Regions from separate parts of the Mus musculus genome. Here region 1 is linked to region 2. A link is a contact called in public HiChIP or PLAC-seq data. All regions are on one chromosome and are shown on one strand. The core of a region is the stretch at or near the end of the contact, and the rest is flanking DNA. Distances in the headings are between cores, read along the strand shown. Region 1 overlaps Tshr (thyroid stimulating hormone receptor). Region 2 holds the start of Tshr (thyroid stimulating hormone receptor).

Region 1 (3,427 bases), core at 281-2,780, 76 kb after region 2:
CCTTCCAAGGGTGTTTTGTTCCCACTTCTAAGGAGGGGCATAGTGTCCACACTTCAGTCTTCATTTTTCTTGAGTTTCATGTGTTTAGGAAATTGTATCTTATATCTTGGGTATCCTAGGTTTTGGGCTAATATCCACTTATCAGTGAGTACATATTGTGTGAGTTCCTTTGTGAATGTGTTACCTCACTCAGGATGATGCCCTCCAGGTCCATCCATTTGGCTAGGAATTTCATAAATTCATTCTTTTTAATAGCTGAGTAGTACTCCATTGTGTAGATGTACCACATTTTCTGTATCCATTCCTCTGTTGAGGGGCATCTGGGTTCTTTCCAGCTTCTGGCTATAATAAATAAGGCTGCTATGAACATAGTGGAGCATGTGTCCTTACCCCATAATCAGAATCCAAACGCTGACACCATTGCATACACTAGCAAGATTTTTATCGAAAGGACCCAGATGTAGCTGTCTCTTGTGAGACTATGCCGGGGCCTAGCAAACACAGAAGTGGATGCCCACAGTAATGGATGGATTACAGGGCTCCCAATGGAGGAGCTAGAGAAAGTACCCAAGGAGCTAAAGGGATCTGCAACCCTATAGGTGGATCAACATTATGAACTAACCAGTACCCCGGAGCTCTTGACTCTAGCTGCATATGTATCAAAAGATGGCCTAGTCGGCCATCACTGCAAAGAGAGGCCCATTGGACACACAAACTTTATATGCCCCAGAATAGGGGAACGCCAGGGCCAAAAAGGGGGAGTGGGCGGGTAGGGGAGTGGGGGTGGGTGGGTATGGGGGACTTTTGGTATAGCATTGGAAATGTAAATGAGCTAAATACCTAATAAAAAATGGAAAGAAAAAAAAATAAATAAAGCCAAAAAAAAAAAAAAAGCCTGAAGTTTTTACTTTAGATCTTGACACAGGAAGTGAATTCTCCTTGAATCATGACTAGGAAGTATGTTATTCTTCTTTTCTGTCTTTCCCAGTGAATTATGGGAAAAATGTAAGCATCATCAAAAATCATGAGATGATAAATGTGAATTAAATTCACTTGACCAGTGATTTTTTCCCACTGTGTGAAACCAGATTTTCTAAGTTTAATGCTATCCCTCAGAAAAGGACTTTACAAGATGTAAAAGTGCTCTGAGCTTTTGAAAGCACCAACAGCTGTCTAGGCGGAGATGAACCTAAACCTTCTAAACGCTCTACCCATTTACATTACTTCATCAAAATGACGAGTTCTCTGGTTTCACTTTGATTATTTTGTAACTGAGAGGACTGTAGGAAGAAAGGGTTTTCACTGCTGTGTTTTTTGTGACGATCAAGATTGTCAGTAGGCAATGAGTTTCCGCTGTAGCACACAGGACAAATAAATGAACACTTTGCTGATAGGGTTTTCCTTTTATGACAGTGAGATATTTCCAGGTAATGCACCCGTTTGCTACCTCTTTGTATAAAATTGTAGCATTGCATAACTCATTAGACCTACCTGTGAAAGCTGGAGTGTTTGGAGAAGCAGGAAGTGGACTTGCATGGATCAGTAAAACAATCAGGAAATGTTTCAGGTTTCCTTCTGCAGAATTCACAGTCCCAGGAGTCCCCATGTAAGTCTCCATTTTGCAGACCTGTCTACAGTTTTTCTCCTGGGGTGATGGTGATGGAAAGCTAACCTGTACAGGAATTGACCCATCACCCAGTTTGTGACCCTATGGTTGTGCCTTGGAAGGAACTATGTATATACATCTGAGTTTGTTTGTTTAATTGTTTGTTTGTCTGTCTTTCAGAGAAACTTTGATGACAATATACTATTTCTTTTAGTGGTGTGCCATCCTCTATTCACATTCCCTTTTCTGGATATCTCCCTCCCTTCCTTCCCACCCCCTCCTCCTTTGTTTGGCTTCTCTATCAAGAATGAGCAGTGTTTGTTTTGCTCATGTTTGCAGTAGCAGGGGAAGAATTTAAGAATTGTTTCAAAGGATAGGAGGACTGCAAATTGCAGGCAACTAAACAATACTCAGTTGGCTAATTCGGGGGGAATGCTTTCAAGTGTTAAACACACAGGAAAGATCTACAAGAAACGTCAGGAAAACTATACCCATTATATCTGGAGACTGAATATATTCTAAATACTTTTTAATCTAATGAAAGAAAACTAATAATTATAGTCTTTTCCTTTCTTCCAAGTAGACATTCTAAAAGCAAGCATATAAACACAATCTCTACTCTGCTATCCACAGAACTACAATGAGAACACAAATTCAATGAACTCCACATTTTTTGAATGGTTCAGAAAGCTTAAAGTCCAATGAGTAATCTCATGAATGCAAACTGTCTATGTAAACAATGTTGGATAAGGACATTTTTTGTTATCTATCACATCATAAGAATTTGCCCCAAATGAAGAGATTTTAAAATAAGAACTACTTCATTGCATTTACATATGTACTACGAAAGAGATCAGGATTGTTCTCACAGTATAAACAGAAATCTCTTAGAGCCATTCATGTGACAAGTAGCCTTGGCTGGAGACCCCGAGATGGCTTCATTTACACATATGCAGCCTTGGTGACACTCATCTGAATGTCAGTCTCTGGTGGCACTTGGGAGCTCCTCTGTGGCTTCTCTGCACAGCAGTCTCTAGGTAGTTACACTAACAGAACAGAACCAAACTCCCAGAAGAAATTCCCCACGGATTCTCAGAGATGCAGCAAGGCTTCTTAGCAAAAGTCAAGATCCCAGAACTTCACTTCTACAGCATTCTGTGGCCAGCCAGAAGTAAGGCCGATCCTAATTCACAGAGAGATGGATTTGTGTCCATCTAACACAGAGAGCCCCTCCCAATGGCACTTACCACACTGTCTTACTTCTCTACATAGAGGAGTAAAGAACAAAAACAGAGAGAGACGTCTGATCCATAAGTAAGAGAAAATGCCACTAGATCTCAACAGGCCAATGACTTCATAAGCCACGGCTTCAAGTCAGCTATGTTAAGTCTTGTATACTATAATAAAATAAAGAATGATAGAGAGAGAGAGAGAGAGAGAGAGAGAGAGAGAGAGAGGAAAGTCCAAAGAAGACTCAAGTGAACTAGCTGAGGTTAGTAATATATAAAATAAAAACATGGATAAGATTAAGAGAATTAAACATTACAGGAAAAAAAATGAATCAAAAGATAGAAAGTTAGTAACTGACAGCCATATAAAACTAAATATAAAAAGGGGAAAGTTTGAAAAGCCGAATAACAGGGGCCAACCCAGCGGCAGCTCAAAGCACTTGCTACATGCCTCACTAGGTGAGGTCAGCCCTGGGTTCCACACAAGGAAAGAGAGAAACAACTATGGCAGGTTGTCCTGTGACTTCCATATGCCTGTTGTGATATGCACATGCATGTATATAATTTTAAAAATGTTTTAATGTGTCAGTAT
Region 2 (3,640 bases), core at 994-3,493:
AAGAAAGAGAGAGAGAGAGAGAGAGAGAGAGAGAGAGAGAGAGAGAGAGAGAGAGAGAAAGAAAGGAAGGAAGGAAGGAAGGAAGGAAAAAAGAAAAAAAGAAAGAAAGAACAGAATGAAGACACAAAAATGGGAATGTTGGGTATGAATGAGTCGACATTAGAACCAATTACACATGTTTGTATACATGTATAGAGAGAACACTGTAAAAAAAAATAACTTTATGGCAATGGAGTCAGGAACAGATAACAAATCCTTTATAACCTAGAAGCTACCCAAGCTGCCTCAAAGAGAATATTATCTTTAGAAGTTCAGTTTGTAGTGGAAAACTCAGTGCTCAAGTGTTTTTAATGTAATTCTATCAGATAAGCGCAATGTATACAAACCCTAATAGAAATGTAGAAAAGAGAAGATATCTCTCAATTCACTCCGTGATGAAAGAATCAATTACTGAGAACAAAATATACAAAAGATAAAGAGCAACAGGCCACTTTGCCTTAGGCACATCTACACAAAACCCTCAAATAGAATTTCAGTAAAGAAATGTATTGCTGCAAGAATACATTCAGAAAAGTCGAAGGGTGTTTATCCCTGGATTTAAGATGGGCTTAACATTCAAAATGCAAGCACTATAGCTCTCCACATTTACAAGTTGCTATGTGTGCAGCAGAGAGGAGACTGTAAACAATCTCATTTTCCAGGAAAAGTCTCTGGGTGTCTGTTTGTAGTCATCCTCCTTCTCAAGACTTCAGTCCTTTGGAGCCTCATAGAGCCTATGGTGGCCTACAAGTTGCTATGTAGCCAAGTACCTTGATCCTCCTGCCTCTGACTCCCACAGCTGGGATTGCAGAAGTATCCCACCACACCAAGTTTACACTTGGCTAGGTTTGGAGCCTTGAACATGGTAGGCAAGCACTCTACCAACTGAGCTTTATCCCCAGCCCTGGCTTTACTTCCACCGAAAATACCACATAATGTCATGTATAGGAATGATCACACATAAGTACATAATGCTGTGAATTTAGTTCCTTGTGCTTGCCAGTCGTGTTCTAGATTTGTACATGTCATGTAAACTAGAGCTCGATTCATTTTCTATGAAATATTGTTTGTGCATTCACAGTTTTCTTGAAGGACACGTGGGGTTGTTTACACTTTGGGGTGACAATAAAGTTTCTATAAACATGGGGATGTGTATATCTTAAAGGTACAGTTCAATAAATCTTAATATTTACCTGCCCTTAACCTCCATCCTGTATTTTTAGAGCCTTCTCTCTTCATGTTTCTTCTGATTTCCACCACCACACCTTTCCCTCCTGCTCTGGAGTTACCTGTAAAAGAAGCCGTGTGGCATGTGAGGAGTTAGTATTCCTTTTGCTCCTAGAGGAACGAGCAAGCAGTTATACTTCCAAGAAGAAAATTGACACAATCTAGTTTACATTTGTAGCTAATATTCTTGGTGGGTGTGAGAAGAGCAAGGTGGCACTTAAGTGTTCTCTTCATTCTGGATTTCTGGAGAGGGTGGATGAGAATGAAAAGTGTCTAGGATTCTAAGCAGATTCGTAAAACCAGACTGTTACCGTGCAGGCAAGGGAACCTGTGTGCGCAGTTCCCAGTTATCTACAGCAGATGGCCCCAGAGCCCAGCGCCTGACTTCACGGAGCTGCTGGGTTTGGTGAGAGCAGCATCTCCAGACGTTTAGTGGCGCCTCCAAGCTGGACCGTGGCTGTTCCAGCTAGACAGCATGGAGGATTGTCTCGCCCGGAGTGACTCGTCCCCCTTCAGCTGCACTCTAAGCTGTCACGGGTTGTGCTGACTGCTCCGGAGACTTTTAACCTGGAGAAGCCGAAGTTCCACGGGACACTAGAGAGTCCCACAACAGTCCCCTCCGTGGAGACATTAGACGGAGCCCATTTGGGTGGGTCCCCGGTCGGCACAGCTCTTAAAGGCTGCTCAGTCGGGAAATGTAGCTTCAGGAGTTCGGAGACCAGGAGAGACGAAAGCGTGTCTAGACTTAAGAAAGAACTAATAGGTGACAGGGAGGGAACGACACAGGGACCGAGGTTGGGTGTCTCGGAACAGAAGGCGCTGCGAGGCTGATGAAGTGCCGCAAGCAGGCTTGTTTGGATGGAGAGTTGCCTAGGCAAGCGGAGCACTTGAGAGCCTCTCCTTCCCCCTCTCCAGCGTGCTCTCCAGCGATGAGGTCACAGCCCCTCGGAGCCCTCCTCCTCCCTCCCTTCCCCTCCTGCACCCGGGTCTCTTCCAGCGTCAGACGCAGGGCACTGAGAATGTGGCGACAGCGCGCAACGATGAAGTAGCCCAGAGGGTCCCTTGGAAAATGAGGCCAGGGTCCCTGCTGCTGCTTGTTCTGCTGCTCGCCCTGTCCAGGAGCCTGCGGGGCAAAGAGTGTGCGTCTCCACCCTGTGAGTGTCACCAGGAGGACGACTTCAGAGTCACCTGCAAGGAGCTCCACCGAATCCCCAGCCTGCCGCCCAGCACCCAGACTCTGTGAGTAGCCAAGGCCAAGACCCCCCCCCCCCGAGAAATTCGTGGTGTGTGTTGGGGTGTGCGCGGATATCTGGTCAGTCCCTGTACAAATTCAATCCCCCATGCTCGGGAAGGTCAGCTATGCTGCTGACACGGGGGACAGAATCCCTAATAAAACTTTGGTTCAAGATACCTGGGAGTTGTGCTTAATAAAAAGTTACAAGTAGTCTGTCTACATTGTGCCAACTCCTAGTGCCCGCTGGATTCTAGTTTCACATCAAGTAATAGTTAGACACACACACAACCTTAAGAATTAACTTTTAAAACTTATCTTAGAAAATACAATTGCTTCTCTTCCCAAATTCCCCTGTAAGTATCCCTAGATGAGAAATTACCTTGGCCATTTGACTTATCAAATAATTGTTAAAAGCTTGATCAGAGACGGCATAGTGGCTCTCGACTTTAATCCCAGCAGTCAAGAGACTTTCTGTGAATTTCTGTGAGTTCCAGTCCAGCTTGGTCAGCATAGTGAGTTCCAAGGTAGCCAGGGCTATGTAGACAGACTCTGTCTATAAGAAGGAAACAAAACAAAACAAAACAAAACATAATCGGGAGCCTATTAGAAATGAATCCTTGGACTTGTCAGAACCAAGAAGGGTTTCAAAAAAGGGGGAGGGTTCCCCTCCCATTCCATCTGATCTCTCCTTTATTCTGAACTAGTCTCCTGAATGTGTGTGTCCCAAAGGGGTTTAACTAGATTGCTTACAGGAGCATACATGAGGGGGTTATAGGAGCCTGAGCAGTTACCAGTGGTGAAACCACATAAAGAAAATGTCTCTCCCTCCCAAGGAACCAAGGAAACATCAACATCTGTTAAATCTTCAGGTAGGGGTGGGGGCCTTCTGAGCCCTTACCCACTTTATGGCAGTATGCTAAAGGGTTTAAACGTACTCAGGTCATGGGCAGGCAATCACAGCTTCTATTGGCTCACAGCCATGTCATGTCAAGACAGTGTTCTGCCATCTCCACCCCATCCTCATTTAGAGTTTTTGAAGAGACCTCTGGTTTATAACGCAAATCCTTGAGTTAGCCTCACTTTGCAGCATCCATCAGGATGCTAAACATCCTGGGCTGGCTGTTTGATATGTTGCTAACA

Evidence for each region. HiChIP or PLAC-seq counts read pairs in DNA pulled down with a chosen protein or histone mark.
Region 1: an H3K27ac HiChIP or PLAC-seq map of extraembryonic endoderm stem cells shows a contact between it and region 2. The contact joins the enhancer-like site here to the promoter of Tshr in region 2. A contact is called at or near these places in 3 of 39 promoter capture datasets (the 3T3-L1 cell line and macrophages), 1 of 484 Hi-C or Micro-C datasets (nephron progenitors), 2 of 115 datasets of contacts at active chromatin or transcription factors (embryonic stem cells and extraembryonic endoderm stem cells) and 1 of 9 other capture datasets (adipose tissue).

The regions. Positions count from the first base shown.
Region 1 is chr12:91,475,076-91,478,502 of GRCm38.p6, forward strand. All of the region lies in intron 1 of Tshr (thyroid stimulating hormone receptor), which reads left to right. Among named protein-coding and RNA genes, the nearest start is that of Gm40541, 60 kb to the right of the region's middle. Within about 2 kb of position 1,531, at least 5 of the 459 cell types and tissues checked have an H3K27ac peak or open chromatin away from gene starts, as enhancers often do. A contact at or near this core is called in extraembryonic endoderm stem cells, where this site is marked.
Region 2 is chr12:91,398,750-91,402,389 of GRCm38.p6, forward strand. It overlaps Tshr (thyroid stimulating hormone receptor), which reads left to right and starts at 2,244. Exons shown (of 10, transcript NM_011648.5): 1 at 2,244-2,505. The coding sequence starts at 2,336.